4 separate regions of the Mus musculus genome follow, and regions 1, 3 and 4 are each linked to region 2. Evidence: chromatin contacts called from public promoter capture Hi-C and targeted proximity ligation data. All regions are on one chromosome and are shown on one strand. The core of a region is the stretch at or near the end of the contact, and the rest is flanking DNA. Distances in the headings are between cores, read along the strand shown.

Evidence for each region. Promoter capture Hi-C pulls out the DNA fragments that hold promoters and counts their contacts.
Region 1: a promoter capture Hi-C map of liver shows a contact between it and region 2, with 4 times the contacts expected there. A contact is called at or near these places in 1 of 39 promoter capture datasets (liver), 1 of 130 datasets of targeted methods (pancreatic cancer cells) and 1 of 9 other capture datasets (liver).
Region 3: a targeted proximity ligation map of pancreatic cancer cells shows a contact between it and region 2. A contact is called at or near these places in 2 of 39 promoter capture datasets (both in liver) and 2 of 130 datasets of targeted methods (memory CD8 T cells and pancreatic cancer cells).
Region 4: a contact with region 2 is called in a targeted proximity ligation map of bone marrow-derived macrophages, with 3 times the contacts expected there. A contact is called at or near these places in 1 of 39 promoter capture datasets (liver), 1 of 130 datasets of targeted methods (bone marrow-derived macrophages) and 1 of 9 other capture datasets (adipose tissue).

Annotation. Positions count from the first base shown.
Region 1 is chr19:4,938,547-4,944,882 of GRCm38.p6, forward strand. Peli3 (pellino 3) reads right to left here and starts at 4,546. Exons shown (of 7, transcript NM_172835.3): 1 at 4,392-4,546; 2 at 3,214-3,366. The coding sequence starts at 3,365.
Region 2 is chr19:5,271,576-5,277,786 of GRCm38.p6, forward strand. Pacs1 (phosphofurin acidic cluster sorting protein 1) reads right to left here and starts at 1,544. Exons shown (of 24, transcript NM_153129.3): 1 at 964-1,544. The coding sequence starts at 1,313. It overlaps Sf3b2 (splicing factor 3b, subunit 2), which reads right to left. Exons shown (of 21, transcript NM_030109.2): 19 at 3,489-3,588; 20 at 3,217-3,402; 21 at 2,346-2,952. The coding sequence ends at 2,881.
Region 3 is chr19:4,875,800-4,882,453 of GRCm38.p6, forward strand. It overlaps Zdhhc24 (zinc finger, DHHC domain containing 24), which reads left to right and starts at 2,869. Exons shown (of 3, transcript NM_027476.3): 1 at 2,869-3,230; 2 at 4,322-4,599. The coding sequence starts at 2,950. Actn3 (actinin alpha 3) reads right to left here and starts at 2,110. Exons shown (of 21, transcript NM_013456.2): 1 at 1,912-2,110. The coding sequence starts at 2,055.
Region 4 is chr19:5,727,007-5,733,427 of GRCm38.p6, forward strand. It overlaps Znrd2 (zinc ribbon domain containing 2), which reads right to left and starts at 4,726. Exons shown (of 4, transcript NM_020491.5): 1 at 4,670-4,726; 2 at 4,438-4,589; 3 at 4,235-4,319; 4 at 3,300-3,706. The coding sequence starts at 4,688. The coding sequence ends at 3,363. It overlaps Fam89b (family with sequence similarity 89, member B), which reads right to left and starts at 2,660. Exons shown (of 2, transcript NM_181452.2): 1 at 2,231-2,660; 2 at 1,081-1,862. The coding sequence starts at 2,521. The coding sequence ends at 1,584.

The DNA.
Region 1 (6,336 bases), core at 3,296-5,795, 330 kb before region 2:
GGAGGTGGGAATAACCCCAGAATCAGGATTCCGGGAGAGGAAACACCTATGTTGGGCCTTGAAGAACTGTAAAGACTTCATCTGCAGCAAAGGAGCTTTCATCATACGGCGTCCGAAAATGACCAAGAAGAAAACACCTTCTAATTCCTCCTCATTATCTCCACACGTGTCTAATTTCCACCTTTCTTTCCAGCTTTTATTCAGGGGGAATGACCATGAGAATCAAGGCTGAGGTGAGCCATTGCCTTGATTGCTGCTGGGGATGGCTGCCTCTTTTCCTGATCCTTCGTGTTTTTAATTACCTAATGGAATCTGCAGAATGTCCTGCCAGGCAAATGGCTTTCTTCCTACTTTATAAATTAGACAAGTGAAAGCCCAGGGAGGTAAAATGAGTTGTCTCAAGCTAAGAAGCAAAGACAATAACAGCAGCAGCAACAACAACAAAAGGCTGGACTGTGGTCACTGGACTGTAGTCACACTCACCTAGATTTGCCAAAAATTATTGGGTTTTGAGCCAAGGCCCTGAGGACTAAGATTTAGTGACTTGGGTGGTATAGTGATAAGAATAACAAGCTAAGAATGCTTTTCTCTAAGAAGTGGGGAGGCACAGAAAGCTTTGGAGAAGAATATCAGAAGTGGCTGAACCTAGGGCTGGGGGTGGAGCTCGGTGGGTAGAGTACTGGCCTAGCATGAGCAACACCCTGCGTTCCAATCCCAGCACCACAGACCGAAGTCTGCTGGCTCATGCCTGTAATCCCAGCACCACAGACTGCAGTCTGCTGGCTCATGCCTGCAGTCCCAGCACCACAGACTGCAGTCTGCTGGCTCATGCCTGCAGTCCCAGCACCACAGACTGCAGTCTGCTGGCTCATGCCTGCAGTCCCAGCACCACAGACTGCAGTCTGCTGGCTCATGCCTGCAGTCCCAGCACCACAGACTGCAGTCTGCTGGCTCATGCCTGCAGTCCCAGCACCACAGACTGCAGTCTGCTGGCTCATGCCTGCAGTCCCAGCACCACAGACTGCAGTCTGCTGGCTCATGCCTGCAGTCCCAGCACCACAGACTGCAGTCTGCTGGCTCATGCCTGCAGTCCCAGCACCACAGACTGCAGTCTGCTGGCTCATGCCTGCAGTCCCAGCACCACAGACTGCAGTCTGCTGGCTCATGCCTGCAGTCCCAGCACCACAGACTGCAGTCTGCTGGCTCATGCCTGCAGTCCCAGCACCACAGACTGCAGTCTGCTGGCTCATGCCTGTAACTTGGGAGGAATACAGATCAGGAGCTCAAGGTCATCTTCAGCTACATAGGGAGAGTGATGGAAGCCGGCCTGAGCTCTGTGAGACCCTGTCTCAAAAAGGGAGACAAGAAGATGCCAAATATAGGACCAATTAGAATTTCCTGGTGAGTTTGTTTAAATTCATATTCGCTAGACCCATCCAGAGATTCTGCCTCTCGAGGTGTGGGGTTCTTCTCTATATCTCCTATTTTCTTTTCTCTCATCTCTCTCCTTTATTCCCTCTCTCTTCTTTTTGTTGATTTTGGGGGCAACCATGGTTGCTCCCTCGTGAGTGCTGGGAGTCAGGTGTGTGCACTACGCCAGCCTCTGTGATTTCCATGTGTTCCCTCGTAGCACTGTGCACAGTGTGGCTTCCCTCCTCCTCTTAGGACAGAGAGCTGCCTTCACCCAGATAGAAATACAGCCCTTCCCTCTGTCAGGACGTGAAGCAGCTGCTTTTCAGATATACGCTCCTCCATGAGGAACATCTCATTTACCCTTGTGAGCACTTCTCACGTACCAGCAGTGGCAAGCCTAGAGGGAGACAGGCCAGGATACAGGCTGAGGGCTCACAGGAGCCTGGCACACATCCACTCTTCAACTCATCACACAACCTCTATAAAATGGAACTCATCTGTCAGAACCTACTTGGAATATTGATTTTGAGAACTAAACAAGATAAAGTGCTTTAAAATGCTTGATAGAGTTTGCTACTCTTATAGCAAGGTCTTGATATGAGTTGGCTATTGTGGGTATTTGAAAAAAGGCAAGGTGGCACATAAAAGTGACCAAGTGACAGCCAGTGCTACATAGTTAATCTTCACCATGATCTGACAGCGGATCAGCAGAGGGAGACACATCTGTGTCTGGGGGAAGGGTTTCATGGAAGATGCAGGTGTCCAGGCAGGCAAAGACCAGAGCAAGCCCCATCGATTTCTCTGTAATAACCTCCACTTTCTCGTCTGTAATGCGAGGAGGAGCTGCAGCTTAGTGTAGTGTGCTAGACCTACAATTAAGAAGATCTGGGTTCAAATCCCAACCCTCCCACTTATGAGCTGTGTGCTTTTGGACCAGTCACTTCCCCTCTCTGAGCCTCATTTACTTCACCTCCTTCCTCGCAGCATCTTTGTGAGGGTTGAGATGAAGTAATGTCCACAACTTCGTACTACCTGCCTCCCAGATGCTTGGTATGTGCTGAGTACCAGTCTATGTACTTTACAAAAATCTCTTCCACCTTTCTTTCTTTCAGGTAAGCTTTGGGAGGCTAGAATCAACCTTGTCTTCAAAATGAGGACACAAGCCGGGCGTGGTGGTGCACGCCTTTAATCCCAGCACTCGGGAGGCGGAGGCAGGCAGATTTCTGAGTTCGAGGCCAGCCTGGTCTACAAAGTGGACAGCCAGGGCTATACAGAGAAACCCTGTCTCGAAAAACCAAAAAAAAAAAAAAAAAAAAAAAAAAAAAAAAAAAAAGGACACAAAAGCACAGGAAAGTTTGACAACTTGCTGAAGTAGAATTGGAACCTTTTGTGCAGAATCAGAATTCTTTATCCCACACTTACACACAGTAGGTGCTTTACAGACTCTTTTTTTGCTATTCTTTTTCTTAGCTGATTACAAACTGTGGTGAGCAGCTTTAAGAATTGCCTCCGGCTGCTGGTTGTGGTGTATACCTCTAATCCCAGTACTTGGGAGGCAGAGACAGGTGGATCTCCGAGTTCAAGGCTACCCTGGTCTACTCATCAAGTTCCAGGCCAAGGCTATGAGAAACCCTGTCTCCAAAACAAAACAACAGAAATGGGTTTGATCACTTTTGCTCTTCTTCTGGGAAAGTGGCAAGAAGCAGAGAGTCCTGGGAGAGCAGCCGGTGCACACTGTTATCTTGGCTGACCTGAGGGACAGTTACCCAAGCACATCACTCCTGGACTAGGGAGGCTCACCCCAGAACGATGAGTTCACCATACTTGATGGGCTCCTCGCCTGCCAGTGCTTCTTCACCAGGACAAGACAGGATGCAAGAGCCCTGGCTCCCCGGGTGCTGGAGGTCTGAGGTCCGGGGGGATCCCACGTCAGGGTTTCCTTCCAGCACCATTCTGAGCACAGTGGGAGAAGAGAAAAGAACCTTGCAACTTCCCACCCCAGCTCCTCTCAGGCTCTGGCTAGACACAAGGCAAGAATGGTCCGTCAACACTTGTTATTATAACTACTTCCTTTCCCCCAAATGGTGAGGTTGCTGGGATACCAAGGAGGGAGACTGGTGAGACAAGACCAAGAAACAAATGGCAAAATCAGAGTCAGAGTGTTTGGTCGGTTAGAGCAATATACCAACTTTGGATGGAATGTGTTTGGCAGAGGGGCAGCCAGGACTTAAGAGACCTCTAGACTCAGACTTAATTCCTGGCTTAAGCTCTTAACCCCAAGACCTCAGTTAAGCTCTCTGTCAGGTTCTTGGGTGTCTGTCTTCATTCTAATCTTATTGCCCTTTTTGCAGCAGGTCTAGGCCTCTGTCAGTCTGTCTGTTCTCAATGACTCTCTGTCCTCCCAGCACGTCCTTTTCTGCCTGTTCTCGCCCCACTCCGGTCCCTACTTCTATCCTTCCTCTATCTGTCTGCCTTTGTCTTACCACCCACCTGACTCAGTCTCCCTATCTTAGCCTGGCAATGCAGGCAGGCCTCCAGATCCCTCCCTCCCTCAGGTGTCTGTCTGTGGTCCTCAGGCCGCTTAGGTCTCTGGAGGCCTGTGGGGGCGGCGCTCCCCAGTCGGGCACCTCCTGCAGCAGAGTCAGTCGCCCGCAGGCTGTTAACAGCCCCAACGTTGGAAGGTCTGCGCAGAGGCAGGCCTGCACCCCGTGCTCGGGAAGGGCACAATGACAGCATACGCAGATACACACCAGGCGGCCCCTCACAAATACGCGCGCGCACGCTGTCAGTCCCGCGGGCAGTGCCTAGACTGGCACAGCATACCCAAGAACTCCTACGGCAGAGACGCGCCTCCGCGCTAACAGCCACAGGCGCCAGCCCTCAGACCCGCTCTCTTAACCCCGCCACCCCCAGATACTCAAACACGCCCCCAACGCACGCCCAACACAGCCCCCCGCCCCCCACCTCGCCAGCCTCACCTGGCGGCGTTCTGGGGCTCTCTGTGTGCTGCTGGCCCCCACCCGCCTCACCTCTACTGCGCCCCGGGACTGCCGCGGCGGGATGGGCCCGGCCCGCGGCTGCTCGGTGCAGCCTCGTCACGGGGACACCCGAGGCCCGGAGGAGGGAGGGATGTGCACACAAACCTCCACGCCCCACCCCTTGCCCCACGCCCCGCCCCGGCTCCGCCCCTAGAGGCCCCACCTTACCCCGAGGCTCCGCCTCCTGCGGCTTAAGCCTGGCTGTAGTCTGGGAAGCCAAAGAGGTTGTCTACAAGACCCCTCTCTTATTCCAGGCTCCGGACACCTCACCCTCATTCTGGGGTCTTCTAGGTTCTCCCCGAGACCGGAGCCTCCTTTCACACAGTAATCTAGAGGCTCCTTTTCCCAACCTAAGACTAGCGACTGCCCACCCGCTGCTCCAAGACCCCGCCTCCTTTATGGGGAAATCTCGGAATTACAGAGAAGCCCAGAGCAAACAGAGGGAAGGAAACTACTAGAAGAGGCGGAGGAAGGTGCATCACCCGTGGAGGCTGAGGAAAGCCACTGCGGTTGTCTCGAGTGCAGATCTGTCTTTCAGTTCAGCGCGACCACTTTCTCTCTGTGCAACAATCAGTGAGCTCTGGCCTCCTTGGTGTCCAGAGACATGAATCACTGACCTCCCCTCCCAACAGCATGCTTCTATCCTTTGCAAAGCCTCAAAGGAAAGCCCACTTTGGGGTGCTCGGTCCCTCAGGGCCACAGGCTTTCTTCTGTCAGTACCAGGCTCTCTGGGTTGAATTTGGGCAAATTAAGTCCTGTAATCCTTGGAAGGCGGGTACGATAATTGTGGCCTGTCACCCCTGTCCCCGATGCCACAAAACAGATTTACAGAAATGGCTTGCTACAAAGGAACCAAGAGAGGATCTGGCCCATGGCTTCATACACCTTGATAAACACTTTACCACTTACCAACATCTCCAGCCCTTGAACGACTCATTATTTTTTTTATATTAAATCTATTTTCATGTATATGAGTATTTTGCTTCCGTGTATGGTTGTGCACCACTTGTATGCCTACCTGGTGCCAACAGAGGCCAGAAACTCGAATTCTCTGGGACTGGAGTTACAAACAGTTGTGAGCCACCATGCCAGTGCTAAGTATCAAACCCAGAGCTGGGCAGTGGTGGCGCAAGCCTTTAATCCCAGCACTTGGGAGGCAGAGGCAGGCGGATTTCTGAGTTCAAGGCCAGCCTGGTCTACAGAGTGAGTTACAGGACAGCCAGGACTATACAGAGAAACCCTGTCTAATAATAATAATAATAATAATAATAATAATAATAATAATAAAAACCCAGGCTCTCTGAAAGAGCAAGCAGCCATTGCACTTAGCCACTGAGCCATCTCTAGTCCCCTTACTTTGTTTGCTTGTTTGTTAGTTTTGAGAGTCTCACTGTATACCCCTGAATGGCCTGGAGCTCACCATGTACATCATCAGACTAGCCTCCAAAAAGCTGGAGTTAAAAGCAAGGGCCGCCAAACCTGATGAACTCCTGACTTTGAAAGCTGCCATGAACTAGAGATGGACTCAGTTGTGCAACTACCAAACCCAGACACTATTGCAGATGCCAAGAAGAGCTTGCTGATAGGAGTCTGATATATAGCTGTTTCCTGAGAGGTTCTGCCAGTGCCTGGCTAATACAGAAGTAGATGCTCACAGTCATCCATTAGACAGAGCACAGGGTCCCCAATGAAGGAGCTAGATGAGGTACCCAAGGAGCTGAAAGGGTTTGCAGCCCTATAGGAGGAACAACAATATGAACTAACTGGTAACCTCAGAGCTCCCTGAGACTAAACCACCAATCAAAGAAAACACACGGAGAGACTCATGGCTCTAGCTGCATATGTAGCAGAGGATGGCCTAGTCGGTCATCAATGGGAGGAGAGG
Region 2 (6,211 bases), core at 294-2,793:
CAGGGCACCCAATCTCTGGCTTACAGGCACATCCACCTGCTCTGCTGGACTCACAGGGTAAGAAAGAACAGAACCTGAGAATCAACTCGGTTTAGAAGCACAAAATGAACACCTCCAGGCATTTCTTTGTGCTTACTGGGCAAAACCAACCCTGCAGGCTGTCTTAGCATAGGGTCAATCCAACACACTGTCCCCAAAGAAGTATATACAACAACTGCTTTGCCATAGAGAAACAAGCATAATTTTTTGATGCAAGTTTTCAGATAGTTCCAATGGACAGAAAAATGGGTTGAATTTAGGAACAAGGCAGTCATTTTACAGAGCTCATAGGAACCTGGAGACTCTGTGACCAGTATCTAGTGGAGGAGGAAATGAAAACTTGCATTTAAGAACACATTCAACTGATGTCCAAACTAAGAGCACAGAGTACCCAGAGAATGTGTGTAGCATGAAGAACATATGAATGTATGTACTGAACCCCCAAGTGTTAACCAGCTTTACCTGCAACAGGTGACAAATGAATTTGGCACATGCTAAGTACGTTGGGAAAGAACTATATCAAAGCCATCTTTACCACATCTGTGTAACATTAACATATGTACAGCCCACGGGCGCCAGTGAGGCAGGAAGAAGAGTGACTTACTGACCGTAAGGAAGGCCAGATTCGGTCAGACCCAGCCAAGGAAGGCCACTGGGCTGGGTCCCCGAGGCCACCATTGCTCCAGGAGGACAGGAGGGTGGTTCGAGCCAAGGCGGAAGGTGGGACTGCTGGAGAGGGCAGGCCCACACAACAGTCTTGGAAGGCCCAGGAGAAGACAGCCCCCACCCCCCAAAGCCAAGATGAGCTAGGAGTGGAGGACGTACCCTCCACTCGCCCCGGAGAGATGGGGAGGCGGGGCCTGTCACAGAGCCAGCCTGGCGGTCCCCTAGGCCAACACCTTTTCCCAGCCGCCCGTTGCTCACCTGGGCACGCAGCTGGATGAGCTCCGGTCCACCTCCCAGGTAGCATACAAATTCATCTGCACTGGGGCGGGGGTGCGGCCTGGTCCTGGACCGCCCGGAGGCGCAGAGCCCGAGGCCACCGCGACGGCCATGGAGGTGGAGGTGGAGGAGGACGAGGAGGAGGCGGCCGCAGCCGAGGTGGACGAGGAGGACGAGGTGGCCTGGGCCAGCTTGGGGGGCGTCGGCTGTTGAGGCTGCGGCGGCTGCTGCTGCGGCTGCTGCTGCGGGGACTGGGCGACCCCAGAGCCCCGCTGACTGCTGCCGCCCCCGGAGCCTCCGGGACCACCGCCCGCCCCTCCGCGTTCCGCCATGGCCTGGCCAGGGGAGGAAGGGGCGCGGGGCTTACGCAGACTGAGGGCACGCGAGCGACTCTCAGGCTTCCCCCCGCGGCGGCAGCGGCTCAGCGCGTCTCCTCAGAACGCCCGGCGGAGCGCGAGCCACCAGCGAATCTGCACGCACGCGCGGGCTTTCGCTGCGCGCGGTCCTCGCGCTCGCCCGCCGCCGCCTGTTGCGGCCCGCGAGGCCCAGACACTGGGTGGGCGTGTCCGAAAGGGGCGGGGAGCCGCGGCCCCACCCAGACCGGCGCCGAGGGGCGGGGCCAGACTCGCGCTCGGCCCCGCGGCCCCCGGGAAGGGGCTACAGCCCGCGCGCTCTCGCGGCGCGGCCCTGGAGTCCCTAGCAGGCCTCGGCGTGCAGGCTCCGCGCCCCTCCTCCCTCCGCCCTCCTCGGGCGGCTGCTACCCCGCCAGCGGAAACCCGGGTTTTCCGGGGCGCGGTCCCGGACCGGAGAAGACTGTACGAGAGCGCGCTCAGCCCCTGGGATCTGCAGTACACGTAGTTCTGGTCACGCGTTGCATGGAAATCGGATAGCCCGCTGTGGCGACCCCTTCTGTGGTTATTTCGCCCACTTCTGCAAAAGAAGCAGTAGGTAGAGATCCAGGGGCCGGCCACCACCTAAGGAGCTTAAGTTCCAGCTTGACTGTGGGCAGGAGCCAGTTGAGCTAAGGTTGTCTAGGTCCAACAGCCTTTCTTGGTACAGCGCCCCCGACACAGCCTTCTTTACAAAAGTCCCAGAGTGCCTCGGTGCTTTCTCAATTTCTAGAATTCTATTTCTCTCAAGGCCTGATCAGCTGCCATCCCCACACACCCCCACCCTACCTAGAGCTCTTGCACTCTCCTACACCCACACCTTCTCCCCAGTACTTGAGCAAATGTTATGGAATCCTGTGCTCCAACCTAGTCTAGTTTTTCAAAAAACTTCTCAGAACTCAGTGACGAAGACAAAACAAGCCCTTCAAACCCACCCACCCACCAACACACACACACACTAGTAAATCCAAGTAGTTAGCCAGTACTCTGGAACAATTGAGATTTTATTTAGAGACAGATGTTCTCCAATAGGTAAGAAATCGGCCTTTCTGCCACAAGGTCAATGAGGAAGGCCTGACCTGGCCTACTTCCCTAGCCTACAGTTACTTCCCAGCCTAGCCACGGTGCTAAGCTGGCTATTTTTATTCCCCACGGACAAAGCAGTAAGGTCAGACCAGACCCAAAGGTACCTTCAGCAGAGCCTTCACACACAGGAGGGGTAGGGATAGTGAACTACCCACAAGTTCAGTTCAGAACTACAGTCCCATAGTCCTATGGGCCATCTGTGATTACAGGCAAGAAGTAGATGCTTTTGCAGAAGCTAAAAGAGAGAGAGGTTCAAGAGCGCCTGTATTCATCCTTCCTTGGGAAACAGCTTTATTTACAAAACAAGTCTAAAATAAGAACAGGAAGTGACGAGCCTAGGGAGTCCAGATCTAGCTTTAGGGAGCCACAGAGAAAGCCCAGACATACAAAGAGCCTAAAGGCAGGCCAGCTATGCGAGCAGGACCTAAAATTTGAACTCCTTGTATTTCTTGCTGCCCCCACGGCTGTCCTGGGGCTGAGCTTTCCGTTTCTTTTGCTGTAGGAGAGAGAGAGAGAGAAGTTACAATAGGTTAGACAACCCCAGACAGGAGGCAGCCTGACCCAGACATAAAATTAAGGTAAAAAGCACTGAAACCACACTCTCCTCTCCCCCTGAGAGCTAAATGACTTCCTTCCTCTTCCTGAACTTAAGAGACTGCCACCAATGGAGCATCTCGGAGACCTTCAGGCACCGAGTCCACCCGCCTCTCCCTCCACCAGAAAGGACAGCCCTCCTCCTAGGCCCACAGGTTGCTCCCACCTTCTGCTTAGCAGCATGCTCAGCCACCATGTCGCTGAAGTCTTCCTTCTCTACTTGTGCCTGCTGCTCCCGAACGTGCTCCTCGTACTTCTGCGTCATGGCCATGGGGTCCAACTCCAATTCCTCAGGCGCCAGCGCTACTTCCACACCTTGCAATTCAGGGGCTGGGCCCTTCCGGCTCATAACCTGAAAAATTCAGAACCTTATTATCTCCAGACTCTCAGAAACGCGGGCTCCATCTCAGTTACAAAACAATGTTCTCCAATGCTTACCGTGGACATGTCATAAATGTGGGTGGATCCCATCATGGCTCCCCCAACAGTGGCTGTTCTCTTCTCTGGCAATACAGTGAATAACTGAGGTGTCTCACTTCTGCAAAGGACAAGAAAATAAAACCCAATAAGGGGCAAAAGGGTCTCCTGAGTCAAAAGAAACATAAGTGACACTTGAATTCTAAGAGAATCCCAAGATAACTACGGCTGAAGGTTCTGCCACTGAAGGAGGCCCATAAGAAACGCTGGGTGAGGGGTGTGGAGTGGGGTCAGTACTGGCCCCACAGGACACAATCTGTAAGGGGTACAGAGACTAAGCTAAGGGATCCTTTAAGCCAAGACTCATAAGGAAGCATTAGTGGACAAAGAGGCTAAAGCTTCATAGAAAGCTTTCCAACAGAGAAGCTGTCAAAAGAACAGGTGAGGGCCAGCAAAATAGCACAGCTGATAAAAATCCTTGCTGTACAAACCTGACTGAGTCCCATCCCTGGAACCCACATAAAGGAGAAAAGAGAAAACCAATTCCACACACAGGCGCACACACACGCACGCGAGCACACACACACACACACACACACACACACACACACACGCCCCCCCATACACGCCCACATGCGCATGCGCGCGCGCACGCGCACACACACACACACACACACACACACACATCAAGTATGCACACACAGTAACGTTGATTGCTTTTCTAAAAGATCGAAGTCAGGTCTGGTGCTGTACTCAGCACTTCAAAGGCTAAGGCAGGCGGATATTTGTGAGTGTGAGTAAGAGACCAGCCTGGGCTACATACTGAATTCCAGGACAGGCAGATCTATATAGGAAGATGATCTCAAAAAAACAAATAGTAGAGGTGTTTCACACCATTAAGCACAACACTTTGTATGTAGACAGAGGCAGGAGAATCTATGAGTTCGAGGCCAGCCTGGTCTACAGAGTGAGTTTCAGGACAGCCAAGGCTACACAGAGAAACCCTGTCTCAAAAAACAATCAAAAACAAAGTTACCTCTTCGATGGGAAGAGTTAGAGAGCACATGGTCTAGAGTGGTAGTAATGAGCTTGCCATTTGACCTTGACTGTGCTAGTCTATGCATAATTGAAATCAGTGGTTGAAGGCCCTTTTTCTTTGGGAGGGCTAGAACATTAGAACTTCAGGCACTACCTCTGAGAATGTCTATTTTATTCATTTATTTTTACTCTTTGGTTTTGGTTCTGATTCCCTAATTTGGGACAGCACTGCTTTAGAGCCCTTGTCTTTAAAGTTTACCAAAAAAATTAAAAATAAAATAAGATAAAATAAAATAAAAATGAACCTTACAATGGTACTGAGTTTCCAGGCCACAGACCAGAGGATACCCATACAGAGCTGAGAGGATTCTGTGAATTGAGAATCAGGGTCAAAATCTAAGAAGAGCAATGCTTTCAGAGTCTGCAGGACACAGAGAGAGCTCAAGAGCTCCTTCTTCAAGCATTGGGGGAGAAGAGCGAGGAAACATGCATGTGAGAATTCCCAACACCAAGCAGTTCCTGGAAGGATGAGCAACGACAGCAGCCACTGTTCAGCCAAGATGCAAAACAGCACCAAGTCCCACTGATCAAATGGAAAACCCTCCAAATTCACAGGGCTTGGGGGTGAGAACAGAGTCTCCTGAGCACTGCCCCCTAGTGAGGAGGACTATTTCAGTCCTACTAAGAAAACCAAAAAACCAAGTTTCAGAATATCAAACTGTTTCTAAACAACCATTAATAGTAGTCAAAGGTAAAGATGGGGAGGAATATAAAATGCTCTAACCCAGTAAATTTCACAAAGCTAAACTGCCTATCAGGAGCTATCAGGCACATGTGAGGCATAGTGATGCACATCTATATTTAACCCGAGATATAAAAGCTGAGATAGGACCGGCGGTGGTGGCGCACACCTTTGATCCTAGCACTTGGGAGGCAGAGGCAGGCGGATTTCTGAGTTCAAGGCCAGCCTGGTCTACAGAGTGAGTTCCAGGACAGCCAGGGCTACACAGAGAAACCCTGTCTCAAAAAAAAAAAAAAAAAAAAAAAAAAAAAAGCTGAGATAGGAGAACCATGAGTTCAAGGCCAGCTGTAGTTCAAAAATCAGGGCGGGGGGGCGGGGGGGGGGGTGAGAACACTGCTCTTCCAGAAGTCCCAAGTTCAATTCCCAGCAACTACATGGTGACTCACAACCATCTGTAATGGGATCCGGTGCCCTCTTCTGGCATATGGATGTATATGCAGCAGAATAGTCATCAAATTAAAAAGAAAAAGGCCAGTCATAGCAGTGACAGCTGCACATGGCTTTTATCCCAGTACTTAGGAGGCAGAGACAGGTGAATCTTTGTGAGTTCAAAGAAAGCCTGGCCTACACAGTTCCACACCAGCCAGGGCAACACAGTAAGTAAGGCCCCATCTTGGAAAGGGGTGGGGAAGGTTACAATCCACAGTAACAAAAATAGCAATCAAAATCAACCCAGAGAGCCCGAATAAGTGGCCTACACTTGTAATCCCAGCCCTTAGGAGGTAGATGCCAGAGGATCAACAGTTCAACCTAGAACTGGTAAATGTTGTAATAAGCAAGCAAATATATAAAATATTATTACAGGGCCTAGGGAGATTGGTCAGTAGGCTATATGCTTGCTGCAAAAGCATGGGGTTCTGAGTTTAGATCTGCAGACAAAGGTGTCTCTAAACATAGCACCAAG
Region 3 (6,654 bases), core at 1,619-4,118, 390 kb before region 2:
TGATACCCTATTCTGACCTCCGCAGGCACCACACATGGAAGTAAGGCACATACATATATGCAGGCAAAACATACATAAAATAAAGTGAGGAAATCCCATAATTTTTTTTTTAAAGTGGAGGCTGGGGATCAGAATTCAAGACCATCTTGGGTTACGTGAGACCTTTTAAAAATGCCTAGAAATGTTTATGAACCAATTTTTTTTAATACTGTCAACCACAGTGGACTCTGGTATCAGGGGAGAACAGAATGTTCCGAAGCTGGGAACCATAGATATTGGAGTCACTGGTAAGTGAAGATGAATGCAGGAGCAGGGATGGATGGGGCAGGGTGGTACCTGCTGTACCACAGGATGTTACAGCTTTGAGATAAACAAAGCGGACCGAGGGAAGAAAACGCACATGTCCACCCACACACAGGGCATGCTAACTGGTTTTCAGAGCATCTGCCCCGTTCTGTTGATGGATTAATGGTGGACTTGGGTTGGTGGTGGAGATCGTTGATGGACATGGGTGGCTAGAAATTGGAATGAAAGGATGGTTCTGATACTTTAGATGACAAAGGCAAGAAAGAGACTGCCAGCTGTTGTGGTGGGAACACACAGACTGTGATCTGGGAGGGGGAGGGAGAGGGGGAGGGCTGTTGAGGAGCAAAGGGCAGCTGGAGCCAGGGGCAGGGATGACATCACCCGGGGATTGCAGGAACTCAGGGACCACAGCCATGCTTGGAGACAGGTGCAGGGGGAGGGGGAGGGGGCTGGGGGGGAGGGTGGATCATCCCAGGCCTCATTCCATTCAGCTCAGGCTTCTCACCCCCCCCCCCCCCCCCCGCAGTCAGCTCCTGTCATCTAACACAGCGGAAACGATCTGCTTGTAAATTCTGGGGTTCTCAGGTCTGCAATGCCCTCTACTTTCCTAAAAGCACGCACAATTGGCAAAAGGCAGGTTCCATGGCTTCATGGTGCTCACCCTAAGCCTGGCCTTCAGAACCCCAAAAATTCCTCAGTTCGGATGGAATCATTTTCTCTTCAGGGAACCCAGGTGTCCTGCTCCCTCCTCTTGGTAGCCAGGGGTGAAATGATCCAGGGAAGGAGGGGGCAGTGCCCTGCAAGGCTGAGCCTGGGCAATGGCTGCCCTCATGGCCCTCTTGAGCTCCCACAAAGGCGCTGCCTCAGCACAAGTGTCCATGTGGGAGCCTGGGTTAGGTTACTGGTAAGGGGAGCCGGGGCTCCCCTCCTCCTGACCTTCTGGCCTTTTCAGCAGACTCAGGGCTTCTAGACAGGGAGGGGAATCTTGGGAAAGAGTGGGGTGAGGCAAGGAACAAAGACCCTCAGATGGGGGCATTCTTTTCTTCCTCAGTACACAACAGGCTGCCTGCCTATCTGTGCCCTTTTCTGGGCCTCAATTTCCTCCATTGTCAAGCCAGTAGAGGGATCCACCCATAGCAGAAGACAGAGTAGAGGATGGGAAAGAATATGAGACAGCTGTTCTCTCCTACACCCCAAATCCACTGGTTGTGTGTCTGGCATGTTCTCCTCAGGATGGGGTCTAGGGATACTTAACTGGAGACTAAAGGAACATAACTTTCTGAGAACCCCTCACCTCCCATCCAAGAATGAGTTGGGTCTCTTGGACCTTGTCCAAAATCCACTTTCACCAACACAAGAGGGGCAGTGGGCTTAAAGTTATTGGGGAGTCACTGAGGGACTCCACGGTGTCCTTGATATCCTAAATCCCTATGAGAACTCTTCTGATCTTTGAGGACAGCATATAGCTGGTGGGCAGAGCCTGGTTTGGGGAGCTGCACTCTAGATTACAGCCAGGCTCTGACCTTGAACTGCCCAGATGCCCGAGAAGAACTGCCTGGCCTCCCAGCCTCAGTTTTTGCCTTTGGGAAATGGGTGAGCACTCACTTTCCGCTGCTGTTTCTCCCAGGCCGGGTCCAACAGCAAGTCGCGGTCCCAGTCCTCCTCCTGTTCCATGTACTCGCCGCCCCCACCGCCAGAGAAGGGCCCCTCCCCGGCCCCCAGACCCTCGGGCTGCATAACCATCATCATCTTGCTCAGGCTCTTGGCTCCGCTCTGCTTCACTGGGCGAGCTCCTGCACACTCAGGCCGGGTTAAGTAGGGCCCGGTCCAGCCCCCAGATCGGGTTCGTACTAAATATGGGGTACGTGGGTGGGGCCAGATAGGGGGCGAGGGAGGTTGGGAACTGGACCAGAGAAGAGATTGTGCTGGAGTCAAAGATTGCGGAATCGCGGGGGATGCTGGGATGACTACTGGCCTAGATAGTGGGTTCGCATTTTAGCTCTGTGGTTAACTTGCTGTGTGATCTTGGGACAGCCATGGACTTTGTTTCCTCATCTATTAAGTGGATTCCAAGTGGTGGCTGTAGGCATCCTAAAGGCTGCCCCTTGGACCTGAGTCTGTCCCTCCTAAGCATTGCGCTCGAGAAACAGACCCCTATTTCTATTTCACAGTCTGTAACAGCAAGTCAACAAGTTGTTTGGGGAGTTTTCTAGGGTGATGGAGACACCCGAGCATGGGGAAAGGCTCAGGGCCAGATGATAGGGCCAGCCAGGTCTATTAATACCGGGGCGGCTGTAGAGGAGTGTAGGGAGAATGTGCTGAGCCGGGAAACCCCGACGCCCCGGGGGCTGCAACTCAATCCTCATGGAGTGGCAGCAAGCCACACCAGGGGCGGCTACTGCAGTACGCTGGGCGGACTGCTTCTTTTTGACACCTGGGCAGCATCACCAATCAGATTTTCGAACATCTGGTCAGTTAGCCAATCACTTCTCCGTATCTGTGGCCCCTCCCTATAAGTCTGGCGCGCGCAACGCACCCCCTGCGGAGCTCCTATTGGTTGCAGGAGACGTCAGTTCGCTGCTAGGCCCTCCCCAATGCGGAAGCAGTGGGATCCCAGCGATCGGAAAGCCGGTGGGTCCGACCATGGGGGAGTCCTGGGCAGCTCGGGGCGCAGAAGGAGCGCCCGCGCGGATGCCACTGGTACTCACCGCGCTGTGGGCCGCCGTCGTGGTCCTGGAGCTGGCCTACGTGATGGTGCTGGGGCCTGGGCCACCCCCGCTGGGACCACTGGCCCGGGCCTTGCAACTGGCGCTAGCTGCTTATCAGCTGCTCAATCTGCTGGGCAACGTGGTGCTCTTCCTCCGCTCGGATCCCAGCATTCGGGGGGTGATGCTGGCTGGCCGCGGCCTGGGACAGGGCTGGGCGTGAGTGTTGGGCTCCGGGAGTCGGCGGGCAGAAGCAGGGGGTCTGGTGGTCGCTGGTACCAAGAAAGGACCCAGAACTTGAGGTGTCAGTAACCAGATGACGTTAGCATCCGGGTTGTTAGAGCCATAGAACTCCTTTAGAGCCTGGCACCCGCTACTTATTCATTCAGATATTGAGCAGCCACTGTTCCTAGGACTCAAGTGAAAACAGATGCCCGACCTCCTGGAGTTGATTTCAGTGGCGGAAGGTGCAGATAATAAAGATAATAATAAGCCAATAAAAAAAAAGCAAATTGCGTAAACTAGATGCTCAAGAATGATACAGAAACAAAAAACAGAGCAGGGTAAAAGAGGCGAGAAGTTATCTTTATTATTTGTGTCTGTATGTGTGATGTGTGTCCGGTCCCAGGCGCGCATGCCGGGGTACACAGGTGGAGGTCGGAGGACAATTTTCGGGAGTTTGTTCTCTCCTACCACGTGGGTTCAGAAGAGTGAACAGGCCATCAAGTCTGCGAAGCAAATGCCTTTAACCACTGAGCCATCTCTCCAGCATAAAGTTTCAATTTTAAATAGATGGTCAATTTTCAGTACAAGACTTTTAGGTGATTAGCTTTAGGTTAATTAGCTTGATTAATTAATTTACATTTTACTAAAAAGCCATAGCATCCACAAATATATTAAGACTAACTTGTCCACTTGCAACTAAAAACTAAAAATAAATAGGTGGACATCACTCAGGCATTTGCGGTGGAGTCAGCCACTTGGGAAATTTTGAACTGGTTTCTGGGAGAGGGAAGCAGACCAAGAAAAGGCAGAAGCCACAGTATGCCCAGAATATTCCAGAACCACAAGGTCAGCGACTGGAGTGGAGAGGGAGAAAGATGTTAGTGGTGGAAGTACTGCCAGGCCTTTGCAAACTTTGCTTTTCAGAAGGTGTGTCACAGGCAGTAACCACTAGCTGGAGATGCCTGGTGAAGACAGGGACTGTTCCTGCTTTCCCAAGATGGTCTCTGAGGCTGCGGTTGGGCATGGTCTGGGACACTGAGAGCTACTGAGGCACTGACCTGTGTCCTTGCTCCCACCCCCTGCAGTTACTGTTACCAGTGCCAAAGCCAGGTGCCACCTCGTAGTGGTCACTGCTCTGCCTGCCGTGTGTGCATCCTACGTCGTGACCATCACTGTCGCCTATTGGGCTGCTGTGTGGGCTTCCATAATTACCGGCCCTTCCTGTGTCTCCTGCTTCACTCTGCTGGTGTCCTGCTCCACATCTCAGTGCTGCTAGGCCCCGCCCTGTCAGCCTTGCTGCAGGCCCACTCAGCCCTCTACACAGTGGCTCTCCTGCTGTTGCCCTGGCTCATGCTACTCACAGGTGGGGAGCTTTCTGAACCTTTTGGGAGCCAGAGACCCTTGCACTGGACTGGGGAGCAGGGCCCTTTCCATGGGAGGTGTGGTGTCTAGCTGGTTCTCTTGGCCAATGTTTTGGGGACCCAGTCCCAGGGTCATTTAAGGAAAGAGGGAAGCCTGCCACTTAGTTGAGTGTTAAGTACTGTACTTTACCCGGTGCTCCAAGACAAGAGCAGAGTTCTGGCTCCCAGAGTCAAGAAGGACCCCAGGGCTTGCTACAGAAGAGGGAAGGCTGATTTGAGAGCCCATGGGTTGTTGGGGTGCTAGAAGGTTATTAGGGGAGGTGGACCTAATGGTCCAAATATCCCCACTCTAAACACAGAGAATGAGTGCCGTTACATGTACACAAACCCTGAAAGGAACCAACGCAGTTTCACAGGCACCATGAGAATGAGGGCTAGAATGATGGTCAGGACTGGGTGGTAGAAGGCATGAATGCTGGGGAGAGATACCGGTCTGATTTGATGGGGCGAGGGGAGCCAGTGAAAGTTACAGGCAGGGAAGTCCTTTCCTTTGGAAATTGGGAGGAGACTTGGTTGTGTTACTGGCTGGCTTCTGATGGTGTGAGTACTCCTCTTTCCTCTGACACCTCCGTAAAAGTCCCATGGATTTGTGTATTCTTTGTCCCTTCTGGCCAGAACACTTTGGACGTGTTTCCTGAATCCTTCTCCCGACCTTTCCACTGTTCCTGTTAACCTTGTTCTGCAATCTCCCTGGCCATTCTGAGAAATCACCATGCCTCCTTATCCTATTGAATCCCACCTCTGTCCCAAATGCTGCCCCCACCTCCACCCCCACCCCCACCGCACACACACGTGCACAAGCGCTCTTCTTGGTGGGTCTGTGTTTTCTGAGGCTGGGTGCTTTCCTGCAGTTATCATAGCTTATCCCACTGTCCCCAGACACTGACTTGGGCTCCCAGCCTCTCAACCCCAGAATCTGTTGCACCAAAAGCACCAACTGCCAGCGGCCTTACCCATGTCCAGAAGGCTTGCTTGGATTTTCCTCTCTTCCTTTCTTCTCTCTCTCCTTCCTGCCTGCCTGCCTGCCTGTCGCCTGCCTTCCTATACAGTCTTGCTGTGTAGTCCAGGCTAGCCTTGAACTCATAATCCGCTTCATAACTCTCCAGATATTGGGCTTACAGGCATGTGCTCACTTCTGGCTTCCATTTCTTGGCCTGTGTTTCATTTCCCCAGCTCTTACATCCACACCTACTTCTTGTCAGCACTCAGAACGGGTCAGGTCACTCTTTACCTTGCCTGTCTGTCTTTACTGCTCTGGTTTAACTAGCACAGGGCCCTTCATGTCCACTTTCTCCTGCCAACATCTCAGCATCCTAGCTCAGCCTCCCTACCTGGCTGCTGAGGGCTGTCAGATATGCACGATGCCATGTTCACACCCTGGTTCACCTTATTCTCCGTATGAAACCCAGGTTGACAGGGGCATTGAGTATTTGTAGGTAATCTGTGTTATTACGGAGCTAGGAGCTAAAGATGAGCCTGAGCTATTTTTGTCTCAAAAACAAAACAACAGCAATGTTCCTGTGTTCAGCTCTCCCCCAGGGGTGGTGGTGGTGGGGGGCTTTGGAAAGCTGGTGTCCCCCTTGCTGGAGGCCTCTGCTTAGTTTGTCTACTCCTGTTCGTGTGCCCAGCTCTCTTCATTGGTGTTCTTGGGGGTTCCCCTACACCTCCTTAATTTGCCTTCTCCTTTCAAAGGATGTGTGCAGGCTCACAGCTGCTTTCTTGCTCATCCTCCTGGTCTCCGCTCTGCCCTTCCTCCTGGGGTGGCACAAGCCAGGCTGTCTAGATAAACCCAGCTCTCTCCTTGCTTTAGGGACTGTCTAGATAAACCCAGCTCTCTCCTTGCTTTAGGGGCATCTCGGGCTCAGATGCTTCCAGTGCCACATTCTTAACTGGTTTGCCCTTGGCATCATCTACATGGTTTTGATATTTCCATCTCTCGTTTCTGTTTTGGGCTTCCTTTCATCTGGTCTCCACAGGCTTGGTAACTTGTACTTGAG
Region 4 (6,421 bases), core at 3,476-5,975, 460 kb after region 2:
AAGATGGGGAAAGCGGTTGGCTTAGGGCTGGGCTGATTTTGTCTCATTACGCGCAATCCGTTATCAGAACTAGAGAAAATATGTACATGGGTGGTTTTTGCTCCTCCCCTGGGAAGTCCCTGGGGCGTTAGCTGCTGTGTTAACACCTAGATTAGACTCCTTATCGCTCACACATCCAATTCACACTGTAATGAGCCTTGCAAGGTGTTTTATACCCAGCTAGAGAGATGGCCTGGAGCAACACATCAACGTGTCACCTGCCTGGTAACCCTCAATTTGGTTAGGATGTCTGGTCTTGCAGGCGTGTTAGCCTATCGGCATCTTCAGCAGGCAAGTGACTATGGTAGGAGGTGGGGATGAGGATGCTTGGGTGCAACTTTGAGAATGTGCAGGCTTATTCCTGTGGGCTGAACACCCAGTTTTGTCTATCATATCGCTGTGGTCCTCTGCTTCCTCTCTACGGAAGCAGTTTATGTGCAACCCTACAGGTCCTTCGTGCTGTCTCGGGGTAGGCTGGGTGCTCTGAGACTGCAGCACAGGGGCCTGAGCCAGGCGAAACGATGCTCTGAGCCCGGCTGCCATCTCCCTCCCTTCCAAGGCTTGTCTACAAACTGAAACTTGTTTACTCCTTTCGGCCTCCACACCCCTCCTTCCCAGCAATCCCTACAGCTCACGGGGCACCAACTCTAAGACTCTTCTTGGACCTTTCCCTATTCATGGGGATGGGCCCCTGGGTCAGGCAGCTCCGGCCCACCCATTTCCTGTGCCAACTCCTCCCAGCACGGGAGGTGGAAAGTTTCTCTCCTCAAGATGGGCGGCTCCTTCCTTCCCAAAAGGCTCAAAGCAAGGCGGAAGGGCATGCTGGGTTCGAAAACGTAGAGCCCAAGGGGAAAAGACTTGACCGCTTTCATATTGCTGCAGGGCCAGCTTCCAACCTTGCCCGCAAGAGGGAAGATTCGCATCTCACGCCCATTAAGCCTTTCGCTAGGGGGTCTTGGGCGCCACCTGCCGGCAGAACGTAGACTACACTTGCCAGAAAACTATTCCCCAACCCAGTACCAATTAACCAGGCAATCACAATACAATGCTGAAATTATTTATTTTCCCGCCCAGGAACTGGCCGCTAAACTTAAATATCCAGCATAAAGACCTTAGCCTTTCTGGTCGTGGGTGGCTACAGAGGTGGGTTCTGGAGCCCTTGTCCCAGGCAATGAACCCCTGGGGCCACTGGTAGGGATGCCGCTGAGCCAGCAGCTGCAAGAGGCAGCAAAAGACGAAAAAGAGATGAGAGCTAGGCACTCATCCCAGTCCCAGAGATGCAAACGGGAGTGCAAGACGCTTTGGGCCCCACAGTCAGACTAAGGGCTGGCCAAGCTAGGGTGCACACATGTGGGAGAAGTGGAAGCCCAGGACACTGGGCACAGGCTGCAATCTTGACCGCTTTGCCTGATGGGTATAATGCCTTGCCCTCCTGAAGTGAGGTGAGGTGGTACCGGTAAAAGAGCAGGCACTGTAGACTAAGGACTTGCTGAAGGGCAAGTTTTGAGCCTTTTGTATGGGTGCGTTCCTATCCACCTCAGCTTTCAAAGGCTGATTTGGAAAGCATCCTGCAACCACTGGTCACGGGCATTGTGAGTCTGGGGTACGGTGAGGGGTGGAGGGTCTGGGGGCAGGCTGGCATCAGGAGGCTCCTCGTCATCAGACAGGCCGGCATCAGGTGGGTAGGAGCTGTCCGAGTGCAGAGAGGATGACAGGTCCTGGCACAAGCTCAGGTCTTGGCACAGATGCTTGTAGTCCTGGATCGACTCGTACAGGCCCCACAGCTGGCACAACAGGGACATATCCAGCTGTCGCAGCCCCACCTACAGACAACTGACAGTGGGCTGGAGTTGGGGGTCCGGGCCACCCCCAGAATTCCCACCGTGGACGACAACCCTATCCAATCTTCCTGCACCTTTAAGTGAAAGTTCTGAGAACAGATGGTACTTGCCAACTGTGAAACCTTCCAGCCAGTCCTTGGCCCTCATTTATACAATGGGGTAACATTGTCCAGCAAGATGAAATCAGGCAAGTTTTTAAAAATGCAACAATTGCTACACATTACTATCAGTGCTGTCCTAAAGCCCCGTGACCAGATGCTTCCTGCTGGACCTGAGATGAGGAAGCGGATCCCAGACTTATTTCTGCCCTCTTCAGAGCTACTACCCTGGCGAGGCGCCCACCTACTCACCATCTCCTTGCGCAGCGCGGCTAGTGCAGAGTCGAGGTTAACCGGGCGGCGCGGGCCCGCTGCAGAACCTGAGTTAGCAGATCCAGCGGCATGGCGAGGACCATCCGGGGCGCGGGCGGCACGACTCAGTTCGTCGTGGATGCGGCTCCGTTGGCTGTAGACACGCTCCAGCTCCCTCCACGAGCCCCCACTAGCGTTAAGAAGGCCGCTGAGGCCGCGCGGTAGCGGCGGGAGCCCGGCCAGAGCGCAGCCCGCGCCGCCCGGCGCCTCAGTCGCGGGCAGCCCGTTCATAGCCAGGCAGGCGTGGACCACGATGCCGCCTGGACCCCTCTTACGTTTTCAGCGGGCTGTTGCCCAGAGAACCAGCTCTCCGTGGCCCGGTCTCCGGAGAGATCTCAGCCACCGCCCGCAGGCCGTGCTTTGTTCCGTCCCCGACTCCTAGGACTCCGCCTATGCTCCACCCCCCTGCATGGGCGGGGCCTCTCTTAACGCGGCGATGACCCTGGAGCGAAAAACCCATCAAAGAACTGGATGGGACAGGGGAGGCCGAAAGGGTCAGAAACGGTTTTTTGGCGACCTTTTGCTGCCTCATTCCTATACAATGTGTCCTCTCCCAAGGGAAGGATTCTAAAAGCACGGGGATGTGGGAGGCCCGAGTCTGGGGTAGGAAGGTAAGACTGTGCCTGACTCTTACAGTGCATCACTGCCCCTCCCCACAATTTGTCAACATCCTAGCAGCCAGAAGATGGAGAAAGATGGTAGAGTCAGGATGGTTAAAGGAAGGAAAGGAAGCCACCAAAGGGACTGAAACTTCAAATGGCACTCAAGTGGAGGAAAGGGGGTACTGGGTCAGAGACAATGATTAGTGGCCCAGCCTTTGGGAAGACTGAGGTCAGTCCTTGGAATAAGGTGTCACTTATCCCTCTGCCATTTACTTCTTGTCCTGAATGCAGAACTTCACCATTCAGGTAGAAAAGACCATGGAAAGGTGAGATGCCAAAAGCAAGGAAAACCATCGAGGAGAACTGGGGCTCACATGCACACTCAGAACCAAGAAAGAACAAACCACGCGGAGGAAAAACTGTTTTTCTGGAGGGTTTTTCTCAGGGGAACAGGGATCAGGATAGAGGTCTCAGTGATCCAGCTGTTTCAGGCTGCCTAGGGCCTCGGCGCAAGCCCGGATAAGCCCACAGAGCTGGATACTAGTCTCCAAGGAGGTGCTAGAGCCCAGCTCGACTGACGCCCAGGTTAGCTTCTGCAGGAGGGCCGTCTGTGTGGAAGCCACCGCGTCCGTATTTGGAGGTGCAGCCGGAAGAGGAGGCGCCTGGGCTGCCTTGAGCCCGGCTGCTGCGCCTTCACAGTGCTCTGGACGGGGTACTGGTGGCTGGGATGGGGGCCGAGAGCTCGAGGCAGGCTCTGTAGATGAGGCCAGCTGGTGTTCCCGAGCTTGAGAGAGCGCCGCCTGTGCATTCAGTGCTAGAACAAGAAAAGTGGTGGAAGAGTGAGGGTGCCCCGTCCGCCTCTCCCGAGTCATGTGCTCTTTACTGATGTCCCTGAGCTGCTGGTGTTTTCTGCCTAAGCCAATCCCATCTCATCTCTACTCTTCTTTCTCCTTACACATGCTTGCCAAACACTGCCCCACTGATTTACACTTGAGGTCCAGTTGCTTGACAGATGGCCTGGCCTCATCTATGCATCAAGTCTATTCCTGTAAACTGGGATGCCCGCCCTTCAGTGGTAAAATGCCTGTCCAACATGCACAAGCACCCAGGGTTGCACGTGCACTCTACAACGTAGGATGACTATTTTGCTAGGACTCTCCCCACGGTGTCAGAAACAAAAGGCTGATGGTCTTTCTTGAATGAAACACCTCTCTAGGGCGGAAACGAGAAGGCACCTTAATGCCACAGCACGCAGGAGTTTCCACTGTCACCTCCCAGGCTCACAGTTCCTCTGTAGCTATCGCCACTCTCTTCTCCCCACAGTGCACACTCGGACCCTCACCCGGGTTATCTTTATCCACGTCTGAGTCGAGCTCCTGACAAGCCACACAGTAGATTTTCCGCTGTTTATCTTGCAGGAGGATCGTCTGGGGACCAGAAAGTACATGGACATAGGTGAGCCGGAGAGACAGGGTTCACAGAAGAGGGAGCTGAGGAAAGGTCGTGCGGCCCGGTCCGCGGCCTCGGCCTCATCACTCGCCTCACCCCGCAGTCGGCGCACGTGTCGCCCAGCATGCGGTAACCACGGAGCAGGTAGTCCCCCATCAGACGGGAGATGCGATCCTGCCGCTCCCGTCGCGCCTGCAGCACCTTCGTCTCAGCTTCAGTCGGAGGCTCCCAGGTGAAATCGTCGACATCTAGAGAAAACAGGCACAGGAGATAGAGAGAGCTGCCTCCCGCACCCCACGGCCACTGCCCAAACATCCCAAGCGCATACCTGCACCGTTCAAGGCCATGTTGCCGTGGTCACTGCTGGGCTCACCGGAAGTGATCCAAATAAGATGCGCCCCCACTACGGCCCCGCCTCCCACATGTGGTAGCTGAGGGCGGAAGTGACGCTTACACGGTCTTCCTGGCGCTTTAGTCAAAGGGGGGGCGTGTCTGCTGCACATTTGACCCTGACCTACGGGCTCGGCTGGTGGCCAGAGCTATGGTTGGGTACCACCGTCTCCCTGGTAACGCTTCAGTACTCGGGTGTGGCTTTTCAGAGTCTCCATTTCTACTTGCCTCAGATAAAGTGGCCCTTAGGTCTGTGAAATACCCGATTCCCTCAGGGTTGTCTTTCCACACAGGGGAAGCAGGAGATGGGCAGGACCATGACATCTGCCCAACAGTCACTGCAATAAAAAGTTCTCTAAATCTTTCAAACTAGGCTAGCTACACTGAGGTCGTTTTCTGCCTATTTCAACACTCCTCCCTGTTTGCGTGTTGGGTGTCCTCTGTCCACCTTCTACCAATGCCTAGAACTGATGTAAGCCTGCTGTCTTAGTTAGGACTAGTATAGCTGGGATTAACACCATGACCAAAAATAACTTGGGGAGGAAAAGGTTTGTTTCGCCGGGCATGGTGGCTCATGCCTTTAATCCCAGCACTTGGGAGGCAGAAGCAGGCGAATTTCTGAGTTCGAGGCCAGCCTGGTCTACAGAGCGAGTTCCAGGACAGCCAGGGCTACACAGAGAAACCCTGTCTCGAAAAGCCAAAAAAAAAGAAAAGAAAAGAAAAGAAAAGGTTTGTTTCACTCATGGTTCCATATAACATGTTCATCAAAAGCAGGAACTCAAGCAGGGCAGGAAGCTGGAGGCCATGGAGGAGTGCTGCTTACTGGCTTGCTCCTCATGGCTTGCTCAGCCTGCTTTGTTACAGAACCCAAGAGCAGCAGCCCAAGGATGACCCCACCTACAATGGGCTTGACCCTCCCCCACTGATCACTGGTTAGAAAGTGCTCTACAGGAGAGCCCACCAGATCTTACGGAGGCATTCTCTCCTCTCAGAGGACTGTAGGGCCTGCTGGTGAAAATGGCTTATACTCGAGTGGGTTACAAATCAAGGACCAGTGCTCCTCATAATCCTGGGTTCTTTGCAAGAGCACCAAGTAATTAAAAGACCAAGGGCTGGAGAGATGGCTCATCGGTTAAGAGCCCTGGCTGCTCTTCCAGAGCTCCTGAGTTTAATTCCCAGCAACCACATGGTGGCTCACAACCATCTGTAAAAGGGCTAAGACACCCTTTTCTGGGGTGTCTGGAAATAGCTACCATATACTCACATGCATAAAATAAATAAGAGGAGGAGGAGGAGGAAGAAGGGGGTAGAAAGATGGCTCAGTTCTTTTTTAAAAATATTTATTTATTTATTATATGTAAGTACACTGTAGCTGTCTTCAGACACTCCAGAAGAGGGAATCAGATCTCATTACGTGTGGTTGTGAGCCACCATGTGGTTGCTGGGACTTGAACTCAGGACCTTAGGAAGAGCAGTCTGCGCTCTTTTTTTTTTTTTTTAAATTTATTTATTATATGTAAGTACACTGTACTTGTCTTCAGACATTCCAGAAGAGGACGTCAGATCTTGTTACAGATGGTTGTGAGCCAACATGTGGTTGCTGGGATTTGAACTCCGGACCTTTGGAAGAGCAGTCAGGTGCTCTTACCCGCTGAGCCATCTCACCAGCCCACGTCTTTTTTTTTTTTTT